Linked DNA regions of Sus scrofa: regions 2 and 3 are each linked to region 1. A link is a contact called in public Hi-C and HiChIP or PLAC-seq data. All regions are on one chromosome and are shown on one strand. Each heading gives the region's core, a stretch centred on a gene start, on an enhancer-like site or on the middle of the called end of the contact. The rest is flanking DNA. Distances are from core to core; before and after follow the strand shown.

Region 1 (4,934 bases), core at 1,594-4,093:
ATTCATTTACAGGATGTCCTGGCCTTTGAGTTAAATGTTAGCACAACATTTTAGGTAAAATTTACATGCTAATATTAGAAAAGGTAACATCCACTGCCTTCATTAACTCGTAGTCAAGGAAACTAATACCAGAGAACAATTACCAGAACTTAAAAAAAGTTTAATTATAGCCTCCATTCTAATCAGGAGGAAGCAGTCTAGACATCTCTGTATAAACCTGGAAGCAAATGAGTGGAATCCACTTTACCACATTCCTTTGGTTTAATTTTTCAGGTCTACAGAATGGGCTCTCTTTCTGCTTTGCAAAAGTGACTCCATTTTAAGGCATCTATATGCAAACCACACAACATTGCTCTTCCTCCTGAAGGGCAGATATAGGTCTGTGAAGTGACCAAATTTAGAGCAACTGGCTTGGAACTTGCCCTGCACTGGAGACTAAGCCCTTCGACTTTCTTTAAAGGCCAGATATCAGTCTCCTTTTAAAAACAAAGGAAAGGGATTCTGATTCTGGGTAGTTTATACTTTGTGTCTTTTAAAAAGAAATTAGTTTTATTTAAAATGCGCCCTTTTAAATCTAAGATCTGGGTCTACTTTTAGAAACAGATAACACTCTGAAATTTCATTTTTGGTCCTCCTCTATCAGGGTACCATGGCAACCAGGGCATTTTGAAAAAGCAGGCATCTGCTTCTGGTATCTAATGGAGGTAGATGGGAACACCACCAAAGGAGGAGAGAAAAACAGGTACAGTGATTAGAGCGACCTTGCTAAGCGTCTCTCAGTGCTGGAGTATCCTCCAGCCAAGTGAAAGACGTGGGAAAAACCCAAGGTAACTACTCAGTATTTAAAAAAGAAGAAGATAAATCACCTCTTATACACAGTTTCAAAGAGGAAAGGCTAAAAAACAAAACTAAACAAGACACGGGGCTTTTGAAGGCTCTGGGTCAGGGCACCGGGCAGGGGCCCGTTCTGTCTGCAGCCCTGTCTTTCCACACTGTGTGGCGGCGGCGGCAGGAAATGTTTGGCGGATGCAACTGTGCAAACTGAGATGTGGCAAAAGGGCGAGCTACCAGCCTAATCCCGGGGCTCCCTGGCTGCCGAGCTTCCTATCTGGAGAGCTGGCAGGATGCGGAGTCCCTTGGGCCTTCCCCGTTGGTCTGGACTGGAGGAGGCGTGCGGAGCCTAGAGCCATCTCTCCGCCCTCACCTGCAGGTGGCTGACGATGCAGTATGGCTCCGGCTTGTGAAGCCCGCAGGTCGAGGTCACCGAGAGCTTCTGCGCTCGGCCGATGAGAAGGTCGCCGGTGGCCGGGTAGCAGCTGCCCTCCGCGCAGCCGTAGCTGAACTCGGGTTCTTGAGCGCTCACTTGGGCTCCGCATAGGGCTGTGGAAGGGGCAGACAACAGCATAGGGCACAAGCAGAGAGCGGGAGTCCCAGCCATAGGAAAGGCAGGGGCGGGGACAGAGTAGATTCAGAAAAACGCAGAATACACAGAAAAGAAACACAATGGAGAGATGAGCGAGGCCGGGGAAGGCAGGATGTGGACAGGAGGATACAGAACCAAACAGAACAAACGAACATCAGGTTTGCCCAGCAGTGGACAGCACTGGTCCCTGGAAACCCACCCACACTCGCGCCCACCCTGATCTGTCCCGGGAAGCAGCATCAGCCACACAAGGTGGAGGGGCAGACCGGCCACTTGGAGGTGCCTGCACCTGGGCTCAGGGAGGCAGATGGCCAAACACCACACGCCTGCACGCGGTTGGCAGCCTGTGCATCCTCGGTGTCTGCGCAATTGCGCACACAGAAATTTATGAGTGGAGGGGCTAGTGTGTGTGTGCACGCTCAGAGGTTGCAGGCACTTCGCCGGGGGAAGAGAGATGCTGGGGCTCGCCGGTGACGCCACTTTCTCGAGGGATGAGTGGACAGTCCCTGCGGCTTTGGATCGGCTTCAACAATTCGTCATTCCAGGGAAGCTCCCCGTCCAGCTGTTTCTGGCGCCATCCGGGGGCAAACGGCGATGGTTAATTAAAGCCACATGGCCCCAATCTGTTCCCAGGACTTACTTAGTCTGTGCTCAGCTTGGGCACTTTTCCGGGAAATGGGCTCCTGGAGAGCCCTCCGCACCATGGAGAACGATCCCAGCAATGGAGAGACCCACCGAGAAAGGGCCAGAGGTGCAAAGCACAGATCAGTGACCGCGGGAGCACCGGGAGCTCTGGGCACAGCCCCTGGGGAAGCGGTCGGTCGCCCGAGATCCTCGCGCGCAGCCCTCGGCCACCACCGAGGGAGCTGTTGTTTAATTCCAGCGCAGAATTGCCACCCAGTCCCTCTCCTGATCCCCCCGGCTTCCACGAAGCTGGGTCCAACCGCTTGGTTTTTCTTCTTCCACGTCTAAGCCCACCACCCCCTCCCCACCTCTTCCTCGGAATTACCTAGGAAACTCAGCGCGAACACCTGGAGCCGCCCCATGTCCAGTGCCTGCAACCGAGGGGACACGGCAGAGGAGGGGAGGACACCGCCGCCGAGCCGCCGGCTCTTTTTCCCCGTCTTCCTTTCTGGAGATGTGGAGAGAAAAAAGGCAAATGTTCAGAGAGAGGAGAGCGGCCCTCGCATTTCCTGCCGCTCCCACGGAAGCAGGGGGTGGGAGAGTGGGAAGAGAAAAATCGAGCCGCCACTTTGTTCTGCTCACCCGGCAGGACGAGCGCTCTCCCGGCGCCTGGCAGCCCCGGAGCCCAAAGAAGGGAATTAGAAAGTTTCGCCCTGGGAGGAACCTAGGGAGGCGCCTTTTGCTCATGCGCACACCGGGAGCCGGGCGGAGGGGGCGGGTGCCCCCTACTTGGCGGGGAGTGGGTGAGGTCCAGATCCCACCCTCCCCCGTACCTCTTTTGTTTTAAGGCTGCATCTGCGGACGCGATGGGGTTGTGGCTCTTCCCATTCCCAGCGCAGGCTGCCTCCGGGTGAGCGTCCCGAGCAGTGCGCTGGGGGCGGGAGGCGTCCGGGCTGGTCCGGGAGGTAGGTGTCTGCTCACGGGCGAGGGGGCTGGTCCGGACCTACCGCGAGCTCGTGCATTTACATTTGTAAGGAGTGAGTCACGTAAAGGTGCCCAATGCTGTAAACTCTCTCTGAGCGCTCGGGCAAGGCCAGTTAACCCTTTAGAAAGCCGGTTGTCTGGTTTGTTCCTGAGAAGCGAAGCCCGAAACGCCTGGTATCGCTGAGGCTGAGCTCGACATCTGATGTCTTCATTCGAAGGAAGTGCTCTCGGCTACGCACCAACTTAGGACGAGCCTGGAGCTCCTGCCACCCAGGTGGCCACCGCATTGAATTACCCATCTACTTTTTACCCCAATCCAGATAGATGGCTTCAATTCAGGTAATTTCTCGAATGATACTGTTGGTAGTGATGCTTTTTCTCATCTCACCATGAAAGGGTGGGCTCAGCCGCTCACCTGGAGGTCTCTAGTGAGATGTACTCCTCCACGAAGCACAGTCTAGCAAATCCTCCAGAGGAACTCCGCGGTGTACAGATGGTGAGGTGGGTGATGGGTCCGCTAAGGACGGGTCTCCAGCAGCAATGTGGTTGATCTGTCTAGTTAAATAAGGGGTAAATACGCTCTGACCCAGCTCCTGGGGGATGGAGAGGGAAGAAAGGCTGGTGGTGTGATTCCCCCTTCCTGCGAATTAGCCCACTTCTGCTGCCTTAGCAATGGATGGAATCAGACCTTGAGCTCTATTTTGTCCTCTGGACAAAAGTACCCCCCCCAACCCCCACCTCTGAGAAGGGAGAATAGTTAGTTGTTAATCCAGTCAGGAGATTTTGTTCTCTAATTAATCATCCCGGGGGGAAGGGTTTAAGTGGCCAGTTGGTAGGCATTTAACTTAGCTGTAATGAGATAGGGCCCAGGAAGTTTAATCATTAGACCATAGAGTAAGCTGCTTTTTGAGTTTATCTCATCGTTTCCACTGAGGGAGGCCGCAGCCTCAGGTCTTGGTGATATATTAATTATTCACCTAATCAGCACTTGCCCTGCTGCAACCTGGGGAGATTTTTGCCTCCGTCCAATGCTCAGGCTCCTTGGGGCTGTGGCTCAGCAGCCCTGAGCACTGAATGCTCTTGTGAGGGTCCAAGATTTTGATGGAGGGTCTTCAGAATTTTTTATTTTTTTATTTTTTATTTTTTTTATTTTTTGTCCTTTTGTCGTTTCTAGGGCGGCACCCACAGCATATGGAGGTTCCCAGGCTAGGGGGTCTGTTGGAGCTGTAGCCGCCAGCCTACGCCAGAGCCACAGCAACTCGGGATCCGAGCCATGTCTGCAACCTACACCACAGCTCACGGCAACGCCGGATCGTTAACCCGCTGAGCAAGGCCAGGGATTGAACCTGCAACCTCATCGTTCCTAGACGGATTCGTTAACCACTGAGCCACGACGGGAACTCCAAAACTTAATTTTTTAAAAAAGATTCACAGGCAAATGTCTGTCCCTCTGTGGAACTTTTGATACCTCGGGCCAACATTGCTTACAGTTTCTCATCCATACACATTGCAGGCAATGTTCGCTGCGGCCTCTGCTGGGAGACCAGCCTCTGACCTCACAGCAGTAGAGCCGTCGCAGCTGCTTGGCAATTCTGTCTGTCCCTGGCTGGAGTCCTCTCCTCCTAGAGGACAAGCGCCTTCAACACCCTTCTAACATCCCTGTTCTCCTTACCTTTCCACTTTCAGTAGCAAACAACACTGCTGGAAAAATCAGGTGTGTAGGGTTTTGTTTTTACGTGTATATATTCAAGGATACGGTTGGTGGGGTTTAATAACTCTTCTTCTGAGCACTCCATCTATGAATTTATCTGTCTCTATTCCTACTCTTCTTATACTTCTGCCCTGAAAATTGTGCCCTCCTCTCACCTCCTGGGAGCAATGCTGTCACATGCAAACCTGCTGA
Region 2 (4,741 bases), core at 1,190-3,689, 110 kb before region 1:
TTTTTTTCCTTGTTTGGCTGCTCCTCAGCATTTGGAGTTCCTGGGACAGGGATCAGATCCAAGCCACAATTGCAACCTAAGCCATAGGTGTGGCAACACTGGATCCCTTAACCCATTGTGCCAAGCTGGTATCAAACCTGCATCCCAGTGCTCCCAAGATGCTGTCAATCCCACTTTGTCCCAGCGGGAACTCCCCTCATAAGTTCCTTTTAAAGTGCTGTCCTTTAAAATAGGATAAAATCGTAAATTCATCTATTACCTAAAGTGTCAACCACTATCCATGTGCCAGACAACTCTGAAGTACATGTCTACAGTTTTTAAGTTCTAGAGGATCTCAACAGGGTTGTCTAGCTGGCATCTCAGATTCAGACAATTTAACTCATTATCTTCTTCCCAAAGCTGTTCTTCCTCCTATTTCTGTACTGCCTGCCTATTTCTGTGTCAATTTCACTACCCACCTTGCCATTTAAGGTGGAAACTTTGGAGCCATTGTCAGTGTGACCTTCACTCGTTCTCACATTCAGAATTGATAGAACTTGGGGATTGTAGCAGACCTTACTGGTGTCTCACCTGAATCCTTTTAGTACTCACTTTTCCTTTCCATGCTCACCCAAAGCCTTCTTAGTGGAAGCACCATGGATTCTTTGCCTGAGAGCTTTCTCTGCTTGTTGGTGCTCACTCAGCCCACATATGGAGCAGGTCAGAAGAGTCAGGGAATTAAAATCCCTAGGAGCAGTTCCCAACCAATGACTGATGGAAGTTGCTGGTATATTTTGGGTAGGGCAACTCTGAAGCATGTTCAATGCTCTCTTCTAGAGGTCTCCAGTGAGACCCAACTGCTCACAGTGGTAATCTACTCATTAATGTAACTGAAATCATTTCCATCTCTTTCCCATTCCCTGCTGAAGCTTTCTTGGATCATCTGTCCAACAAACTCATTTCACTCCAGGTCTGCTTCTGGATGCAGTCAACTAAAACAGTGACCCTTTAGATACTGAGATAAAGAAAAGAGCTAAAAATGGCTATAGGAGTTCCCATCTGTGGCTCAGCAGTTAACAAACCCAGCAAGCATCCATGAGGAGGCAGGTTCAGTCCCTGGCTTTGCCCAGTGGGTTAAGGATCTGGCATTGCTGTGGCTGTGGTGTAGGCCATCAACTACAGCTCCAGTTGGGACCCTAGCCTGGGAACCTCCACATGCCGTGGGTACAGCCCTAAAAAGACTGAAAAAAAAGAATGACTATAACATTTTGTATTATGTATGACTGGCATTTGGAGGCATCATGAATCATAAAGGAGCAAATATGTATTTAATGTATTAGATATTAGGTAGTTAAAATTGAGATGGTGGCAGGACCACCCACTTGTATGTGTTCAGTAGACAGCTGAAAATATGGAATTGGAGACCAGGAGAGAAGTAGAGACAGGAGCTAAGGATATAAGAGTTATCAGTGTATGTCTGTGGGTGCTAAAACCATGAAAATGGTTTAGATGGCCAAAATACTTATGTATAGAGGAAAACACAGGGAAAATGGATATTGAATGACAAGTAGTAGCCTCTGTAGCAAACACTAAAGATCATTATCTTTTCCCCTAAAGCAGCTTAACTAGGTAGGGAGTAATTTCTAATTAGTATTTAAATTCACAGAGCCCGGAATAGCGCCTGGGCAGTAAACTTTCAAGACAGAGTTAAATTTTATCCCATGTATAGTTATGGCAAAGCAAAAATCAGACTTTAGGTTTCTGTGCTCAGCCTTGAAGACAATATTTTTCCATTGTCTCATGTGAGAACCTGTAACCTCATCCACCACCCCACCCATTCTTATTTGCTCTGACAAGGAGATGTGTCTCCCAACTGAGGCGGCAGGGAAAAGTGTGTTTTCTACGTATTGCCAGGTAGTTTACTTAGAGCAGAATGCTGGTGATACCAAAGTATGTGACCCCATCTTTTATATGGCCTTTGATCTACAGGAGGAATTATAAAGCAGGAATTAGGATGAAAAGCTTTGACCTCAGGGCTGCAGTTACCGGTCCCCTGTGAGACCTTGAGGGTATTGTTTAATCTTTCAGGCCCTCATCTAAGAAGTGGAAATACTAGTAATCCTTCATATAGTTAAGGACAAAAGTGAGATAAGGCCCGGACAATGTTGAGATTCCTCAGCCTAACACAACAAAGAACCTGTGAAGCTTTACTTTCTGCACCGTGCATTAAGCAAACCTTAGCTTTAGTTACTCCACTTTCCAAAAACAAGCGCACTCTGTAACCCCCAGCACTCTTTTATCCCTAAAATGGTCCCTCATTCCCTGCTACCACAAAGCACTATGCTCCTTACGACAGTGTACGACGTTGAGCCGGACGGCACCCCCCTCGCGGGCCAATCGCGCTGCTCCGGACCGATAACGTAGGCGCGCTCGTGCATGCGCAGGCCGGGAAGACCTTGGCGAGTCGGCGGAGGTGCTTAGCGGAGGTGAAGGAGTTGGCGCAAAGGCCAATACAGCGGCAAGATGCAAAGCTGGAGTCGTGTATACTGTACCTTGGCCAAGGTGAGGACCGACTGGGTAGGTTCGTGATGAGCCAGAGGTGCAGAGAGGCCCGGTGACGCGGTCCCGAACGCTACCTAAGTGGTGGGTGTGGGAGCGGCAGGCGGCCGGGCCGAGACCACCAGCGGTTCCGCCCCTGAACCGGCATAGTCCGGACGGAGGCTGGGAAGCAAAGGCCCGGGCTGTGGGGAGGCCCTTTCAGTTGTGTGGTGGTCAGCAGTTGCACATGGTCACCTCCCAAGCCCCCAGCTGGCCTATGGGATCTTGGGACGGCGGGGAGTATGTGTCGCCTTAGCACCTTTTGGTTAACTCTTAGTACCTTTTCCTAATCCTGGCTCTTGAGTGGCTTTTGTGCAGTGGGCAGGTAACTTTGGGGTTACCGCTTGAAAGAACCAGACCGGGTCAGCCCCCAGCGGGTAGCTCTAGGAATTCCTCAAAGATACCTTCAGTGCCTGCTGCTTTAAGCTAACGTCTATTGGCTTTTTTCGTAGAAGCATTTATATTTTATTATAGGAGTTATGGTCAATATAGCTTTCCCTTTTCATCTGTGTACCAAATACAGCCAGACGGTACATATGTGGAATCGTGGCCGAATACTATATTGATGGAGACTTTAAAAGTTATGCAGCGATCAAACTCCTTTGTCTTTGTTTCAAAGATGAGTAGCATGTGTGCCCCAAAGTTAATGTAACGTGTGTCAGAGTTTATACTTTGAGAGGCAGAGCTGGGGCTAAAACTCAGGATTGCTATTTAGTCACTTGTTCTTTGTCCTCTGTAGGGACCTCAGGTGCAAGAATTGCCTTGGAATAGACAACATTACTAGATCGGTGTAGGTTTTGTCACTGCCTCCTATCTACGTGCTGTCGTAGGAGCCATTTGCTGTGTTTTTTTGTGCCTCATCATTCTTAGGAGATAGTAGCCATCCGTATTTAGAGGTTGTGGAGATTGAGATCCAGTTTGGAGAACTGTAATAGCTCTTGAATATGAGTACATTAGTGCATTTTCCTAAGGCATCTTGTCTCATTTTCTATTCCTGGTGGGCAGTTCAGGAATATCTTCATAGACTTTACATGGTAGATTTGAGTTAGTAAACGATAGTTACATATCAAAGGATTGTCGTAATGCAGATTATTCAAGTACTTAAGCTGCAACTTTAAAAACTTTAATTATGACATTAAAATGATTCGTGGCACTAAAAATTAGCCATGCTTTCTGAGAATTCAATAAAGTGTAACACCATTGAGTAACATATTTGAATTAGGTTAAATGTGAGACGGTTTGTTGAATATTCATAGTAAAAAGTATGGCAAGCTGATTGTTGTTACAGAAGGGGAGAAATTGATATGTAATTTCTGTGTGGCAGTGGAAGATAAATTAGTAATCGTTGCTTGATATATTTGCCCAAATTCATTGTTTTCACGGACCTTCAGTAGTTTCTGTTTTGAATTCCTGTTTTACACAATAGGAATATTTTTTTTCTTTCAGAGGGGCCATTTTAATCGAATAGCTCATGGTCTGCAAGGAGTTTCTGCAGTGCCGCTGAGAACTTATGCAGATCAACCAAGTAAGTACTTAGAAAAATAGGTTTTCCTCAAATTAGTTCATATTTCCTTTGTGTTTCAGTGTAAAAGCAAGTGAATATTCAAGTAATAATAATCAGTCATAGGACTCATTTGTTCTTATATTTATTAACTTAAATGTTTATTGAGCACCTACTGTGTTCCAGGTAGTAAACTAGGCAAAGCCCTAGTATTATGCAGTTTATGGTCTGGTGATAAAAGACGAATGGTACACACATAGGGAAAAATTTGGGGAAGGGATTGAAAATCACGTAGTTGGTGATTATGAGGAAAGGCGACTGACTGTTTTGTCAGGACTTTTCTGTGCAAGGGCCTGAGGAAGTGAGAGAGTAAGAAAATTGTTTCAGGCAGAGGGAAACAGCAGTGGGAAGGTTCTGAAGTGAATTATTTTGTGAGGTTTAAGGAATTACAGGAAGGCCAGTGTAGCTGGAGCAGAGACCAGTAGAGTGTAAAATCAGAAAAGCAGGCAGAGATCAGATTGTGGAGGGTTTTATGAGCCAGGCGAGGATTTTACTCCCAAGAGTGATGGGAAACCACTGAAGGGTTTTGAGCAGGGGAGCAATTCTATGTTTACATTAAAAAGTTAATTCTGGGAGTTCCCACTGTGGCACAACAGGAGTGGT
Region 3 (4,770 bases), core at 2,236-4,735, 110 kb after region 1:
CATCCCCCCTTCCCTCTCACAGTTTATAGTGTTGGGGAGACAGACTGGGAGATGCTTGATAAACATACTCTGATGGTGCCTTGAAAGAGCAAAAATCAAGTCCACTTCATCCCAGCATAATCCAGGTTACACCTCTGTGCCAGGCTCTGTGCTGGAATGAGGATACAAAAATAAAATGCAGACTCTGCCCTTGAAAGGTTATAGAGTTTGCAATTCTGGGCTAGAATAGACCTTATTCTTTGTTTAGGGGCAAAACCACTCACTTCCGGGCGTCCTACCCATGAGCTCAAGGATACGTTGTGTGTATTGCCTTCAGGGACGTCTGTAAGAAAAGCCAACGGGATACGAACCAAAGGTGCCAGTCCCTGGAGTGGCGTGGCTTCCTCTGCCTCATAGAGATAGAAATTCAAAGGAGCGAAGAAGTGGCCAGGTGCTGGTTCTGTGCAGCTGCGACCTGTGATGTGGGGACGGCAATTGCACTGCCCATCCTTAGGTGAGCATCTGAGGAAAAACAAACCCACCTCAGGAAAAGGAAAAAAAAAAAAAAAAAAAACAGAGCTCCCATCGTGGCTCAGCGTGTTAAGTACCGGACACTGTCTCTTTGAGGATGCAGGTTGGATCCATGGACTTGATCAGTGGGTTAAGGATCTGGTGTTGCTGTGAGCTGTGGTGTAGGCTGGCAGCTGCAGCTCCAATTCAGCCCCTAGCCTGGGAACTTCCATATGCTGCAGGAGCAGCTGTAAAAAAAAAAAAAAAAAAAAAAAAAAAAAAAAATGTAGAGTGGGGAGAGTGTGTAAGATGAAGGCATAGGGGCAATGGGCTAAATGTTCACTGGGTTTAAGCCCATACTCTGAATCTATCTATCAACTGTGCTGGGGAGGGTATGGAGAGGCAATGGGATCTCCGGGTCTGGTCTTGACAAGCAAAGCCAGATCCATAAAACGCTGCTCGCCACTTTTCTTCTCATGCGCTTTCTGCTTCTGCTCTAAAAACTGGGAAAAGAAGAGTAGAGGACTTACCTTTACAGGCTGACAAAACGTTGGTGTTTGAGGCAGATCAAGTCGCATGTATGGAGGCATCTCTCCCTCCATCTCGTGGGATCTGCCCCATAGAACAGTTACCTCCCCTTTGGAAATAGCTGAAGTAAAAGAAATCAATTGGGCTCTCGTTAACGGCTCAAGACGATGGTTTTTCTATGCTCTTTGCTTGTCATGGAATGCACCGCTTCCCCTCTGGGTATGAGCGTATCAGAATAAAATGTACTTCTCTGTGCAAATGGCAACAAGGAATATTGCCACACAACTTAGTTGTTCATTTTACTGACTTACACATTAGAATAAGCACCTCCGGTATCACAGTCACAGGGAGAACATCCATGGAGGTGACTTTCCAGTCCCCAGTATCCAACCTGCAAAGACAACATGCTGCTGATTCCAGCTGTGAAGATACCCGGGGCTCTGAAATGTAAAAGTAACACGATTCAACTGACGCACAGCAAAGAGTCACACCACCTGAACAGCCACACAGCGTTTTGCTTGCCTACGCACTTGGTAACGATCTTCTAAAAACACACATCTCCCATTCCCAGGGCTTGAAATGATGGGGACAGGGGGTTGTCCACATATTGCTTTGAATGGAAATGCAATGGAAACCTCTCACTTCCATTGAAAACAGAAATTTTAGCCTTGAGCTGGGTTGTTTGAAGCTACTCAGGAGAACCTTTTCCACTAGTCTGTTTGCAAGTACTTTTATAAAACAGTAGAGTCCCTTACCACAAAATCCCTAGGGATTTTTACTTATACACTATAGCAACATTTGGGGGTAAAAAAAAAAATCACTTAGGCTGAGGTTGAGATATTAAATATCAGTTTAGTAAAATCACTTGTTTGTAAGGAATTGTTTTGGAATACTAAGCTCCCCAATTGAGAGACTCCACTCTGTTCTTTAAGACTTTTTTCATCATTGCAACATCTTGACCTTTATTCGATATAAACAGCTGGTGAGATACAAACATCTATTTCTTAAGTCTGATAACATTTACTATAAAATACTCAGAAAAAGGCTTCCCCCTCCAAGCCCCATTTAACAAGCTCAGATAAAATTAAGGTCTTCCTAAAGCACTGAACTCTCACTTGAAATGGATTTATAAAGTATCCATATTTTGGGGGTGTGACCTTGGTAACATTTTACTATAAAAAGATGTGTTTTAAACATTGCAAGTTGACATAATTTGTTACAAACCATAGCAAAGGGCTTTGGATTGTTTTCTGAAACTGGAGTTTAGGCAAAAACAATGTGAATTTCACTCAGGATGGGATTGTAAGAAACCCCTCTAGGCTGGGTAGGCTGTCATGTTGCCTCCCCCACCCCCGCACCGCCCCACTCACAGCACCTCCCAGGGTACCATCCATAGATGTGGATGTGGGGCACCAGGTAGGTGTCTGGCTCAGCCATGATGGACAAGTTCCCCCATCACTGGCCTCGGCTCAGGTAGTTTCCTTCTGCAAACACAATGGAGATAACCACACAGCAGCAGGTAACCAGACAAAGAAAAAAGTCAGCCCGAGTCTAAGGTGTGTCTGGCATGATCTGATGTGGTATCTCTATGGGTCTGTTCACCAGCTCTGTTTCATTTTTTTGTGCTGCCCACACTTGGTGATGGAGCTTGGCTGCTCACCTTCCAACACGAAACCTCTAAATCACCTGCCCCATCATACACAGAGTTCCCTCTTCACATTCACATCCTTGCTTTCGTCTCCCATCTCCTCCGCCCCATGCCCATGTGCGTTCAGTAAAACAACTTAGAATATTAGCCCCAAACTGTGTTGTCACAGACATGTGTTTCTTATTTATCAGCTACATTTCTTCAGACACATCAAGGTCACTGTTCTTTTATTAGGTTAAGTTTTTGTTTTTTCTTTCTAAAATGTGGTGGTGGGCTGCCAAGAGTGGAGGACAAAGAAAAGAGTTGGGTTTTTAACTCTATAATGGCATGATACATTTTATGGGGTGAAAAATGTCTTGTTTTGCTCATCTGAGACGTACATGCCCGTGTAGGTAGTGGAATCTATGAAAAATTCAAGAGTTTATTTCCCACAGGAAACTATAACCCATTTAAACCTAAGGGCTGCTTTCTTTCCCCCCTCCCTTTTTTCTTTTCTTTTTCTTTCTTTCTGTCTTTCTTTCCTTCTATCTTTCTTTCTTTCCTTCTTTCTTTCTTAAATGAGTTCATCCAAAATATTTTTTAGGCAAGGAGTGGTACAGATGGGAAAGGGACTGTGTTTAAGACACAGAAGAAAAGGCCCCATGATCTAGGAGGTTAAACAGGGGGATAGGTACACATGCTTATCTTCTTCTCGGGCATTTCCAGGAGGCCAGTGGATAAAACTATTGACATCAGTGCCTGGGTTGGTTCAGTCCAATCCGGTTGTTGTGCTGGTAAATATTTAACCACCAGCTCTCTGCTAGAAGGAGGGGGCTGATTTTCAGGGTCTGCTGATTTCGGCAGTGTTTTAAGTGCTTTCGCCACAGGCGTATTGAAATGGAGCAGGACAAGGAAGGCAATCAAGAGGAAAGTCTCTCTAGGCCACGGCAGTAGAAGTCCGCATCACTCCCAAAAGGGGACATCGGGGCCAGATACATACAGTGCATTTTCCACAGCGTGGTCCAGTAGCAAACGGCTGGCACAAGCACTACCCTGTATCCACATCACAGGTCAAGGGCGGCAGGCTCCCCAGGGGGTTACAGTCACAGGCTGAAAGCATAGCATACATCATTATTCTAATTTCGAGTCCCCCGCTCTGGTAAATGTCCTTAACAGCTCACACTGAACAAAACCATGTAGCCCCAAGAACACAGAGCAAGCCTGTCCTGCCAAGTTTACTATCTGCCTGGCTGCACCATGATGGTACAGGAAATCCAGGGCCAGACACCTCCAGGGTGCTCATGTGACTCTACTGGGTGGCAATTAGGAGGAGACAGGAGAGTCAAGGGTTTATGCACGTTGGGGAGCCTGGCACAGTTCTCCTGAGGGATGCTGGCTGGGGCAGGTGACCTGGGGCAAGTGTTTCTGAGTGTCCCCATTGTTACTGATGGCTCCCTTTCTGGCAGATGCAGCTATCATTTCTCTCCTCCCTCCTTCTTTGTGCCATTACTATTTTTTGGTTTTGTTTTGTTTAATCCTCTTTCTCCTCTTTCTCTTCCATCCATACGCATTGCAAGTCCTGTCTATGTTGCGAAAGCTAAGACATTGCACAACCAGCATAAAATGGGTGTTTCCCAGGCTGACTTCCTGCAGAAAAGCCAATGTGCATGGAAACAGCCCAAATGTCCATTAATGGTGGATAAATCAATTGTGGTAGAGCCATACATGGAATATTATTCGGCAATAAAAAGAAGTACTGAGATGTGCTACAGCATGGACCGACCTTGAAAACACTATGCTAAGTGAAAGAAGCCAGTCTTCTGATTCCACTTGTATGAAATGTCCACAACAGGCAAATCCATGGAGACGGAAGTAGATTAGAGCTTGCCCAGAGCTGGGAGGACAGAGAGGTAGTCGCTATGGCATGGGGTCTTTTCTCTTTTTTGGAGAGATACATATAAAATTTACTATCTTCATCACTTTTTTTAGTTTTTTTTTCTCTCTCTCTCTTTTTAGGGCCTCACCGTGGCATAGAGACATTCCCAGGCTAGGCGTTGAATTAGAGCTGTAGCTGCCAGCCTACGCCACAGCCACAGCAATGTGGGATCCGAGCCTCGTCTGCAACT

What was found. Hi-C and Micro-C count contacts between places; a contact is called where the count stands out from the background. HiChIP or PLAC-seq counts read pairs in DNA pulled down with a chosen protein or histone mark.
Region 2: a contact with region 1 is called in an H3K27ac HiChIP or PLAC-seq map of alveolar macrophages. The contact joins the promoter of DLD here to the promoter of LAMB1 in region 1. A contact is called at or near these places in 1 of 5 promoter capture datasets (liver), 1 of 47 Hi-C or Micro-C datasets (heart right ventricle) and 2 of 2 datasets of contacts at active chromatin or transcription factors (alveolar macrophages and skeletal muscle).
Region 3: a Hi-C map of omental adipose tissue shows a contact between it and region 1, with 1.9 times the contacts expected there. The contact joins the enhancer-like site here to the promoter of LAMB1 in region 1. A contact is called at or near these places in 5 of 47 Hi-C or Micro-C datasets (alveolar macrophages, mesenchymal stem cells, omental adipose tissue and 1 more) and 1 of 2 datasets of contacts at active chromatin or transcription factors (skeletal muscle).

The regions. Positions count from the first base shown.
Region 1 is chr9:107,744,399-107,749,332 of Sscrofa11.1, forward strand. LAMB1 (laminin subunit beta-1) reads right to left here and starts at 2,844. Exons shown (of 35, transcript XM_003130269.5): 1 at 2,690-2,844; 2 at 2,433-2,555; 3 at 1,205-1,380. The coding sequence starts at 2,469.
Region 2 is chr9:107,639,690-107,644,430 of Sscrofa11.1, forward strand. It overlaps DLD (dihydrolipoamide dehydrogenase), which reads left to right and starts at 2,440. Exons shown (of 14, transcript NM_214062.1): 1 at 2,440-2,541; 2 at 4,024-4,102. The coding sequence starts at 2,503.
Region 3 is chr9:107,853,671-107,858,440 of Sscrofa11.1, forward strand. It overlaps LAMB4 (laminin subunit beta-4), which reads right to left. Exons shown (of 36, transcript XM_021063522.1): 11 at 3,645-3,754; 12 at 1,329-1,408; 13 at 351-501. Among named protein-coding and RNA genes, the nearest start is that of TRNAE-UUC, 43 kb to the right of the region's middle. Within about 2 kb of position 3,486, at least 15 of the 83 cell types and tissues checked have an H3K27ac peak or open chromatin away from gene starts, as enhancers often do. A contact at or near this core is called in omental adipose tissue, where this site is marked.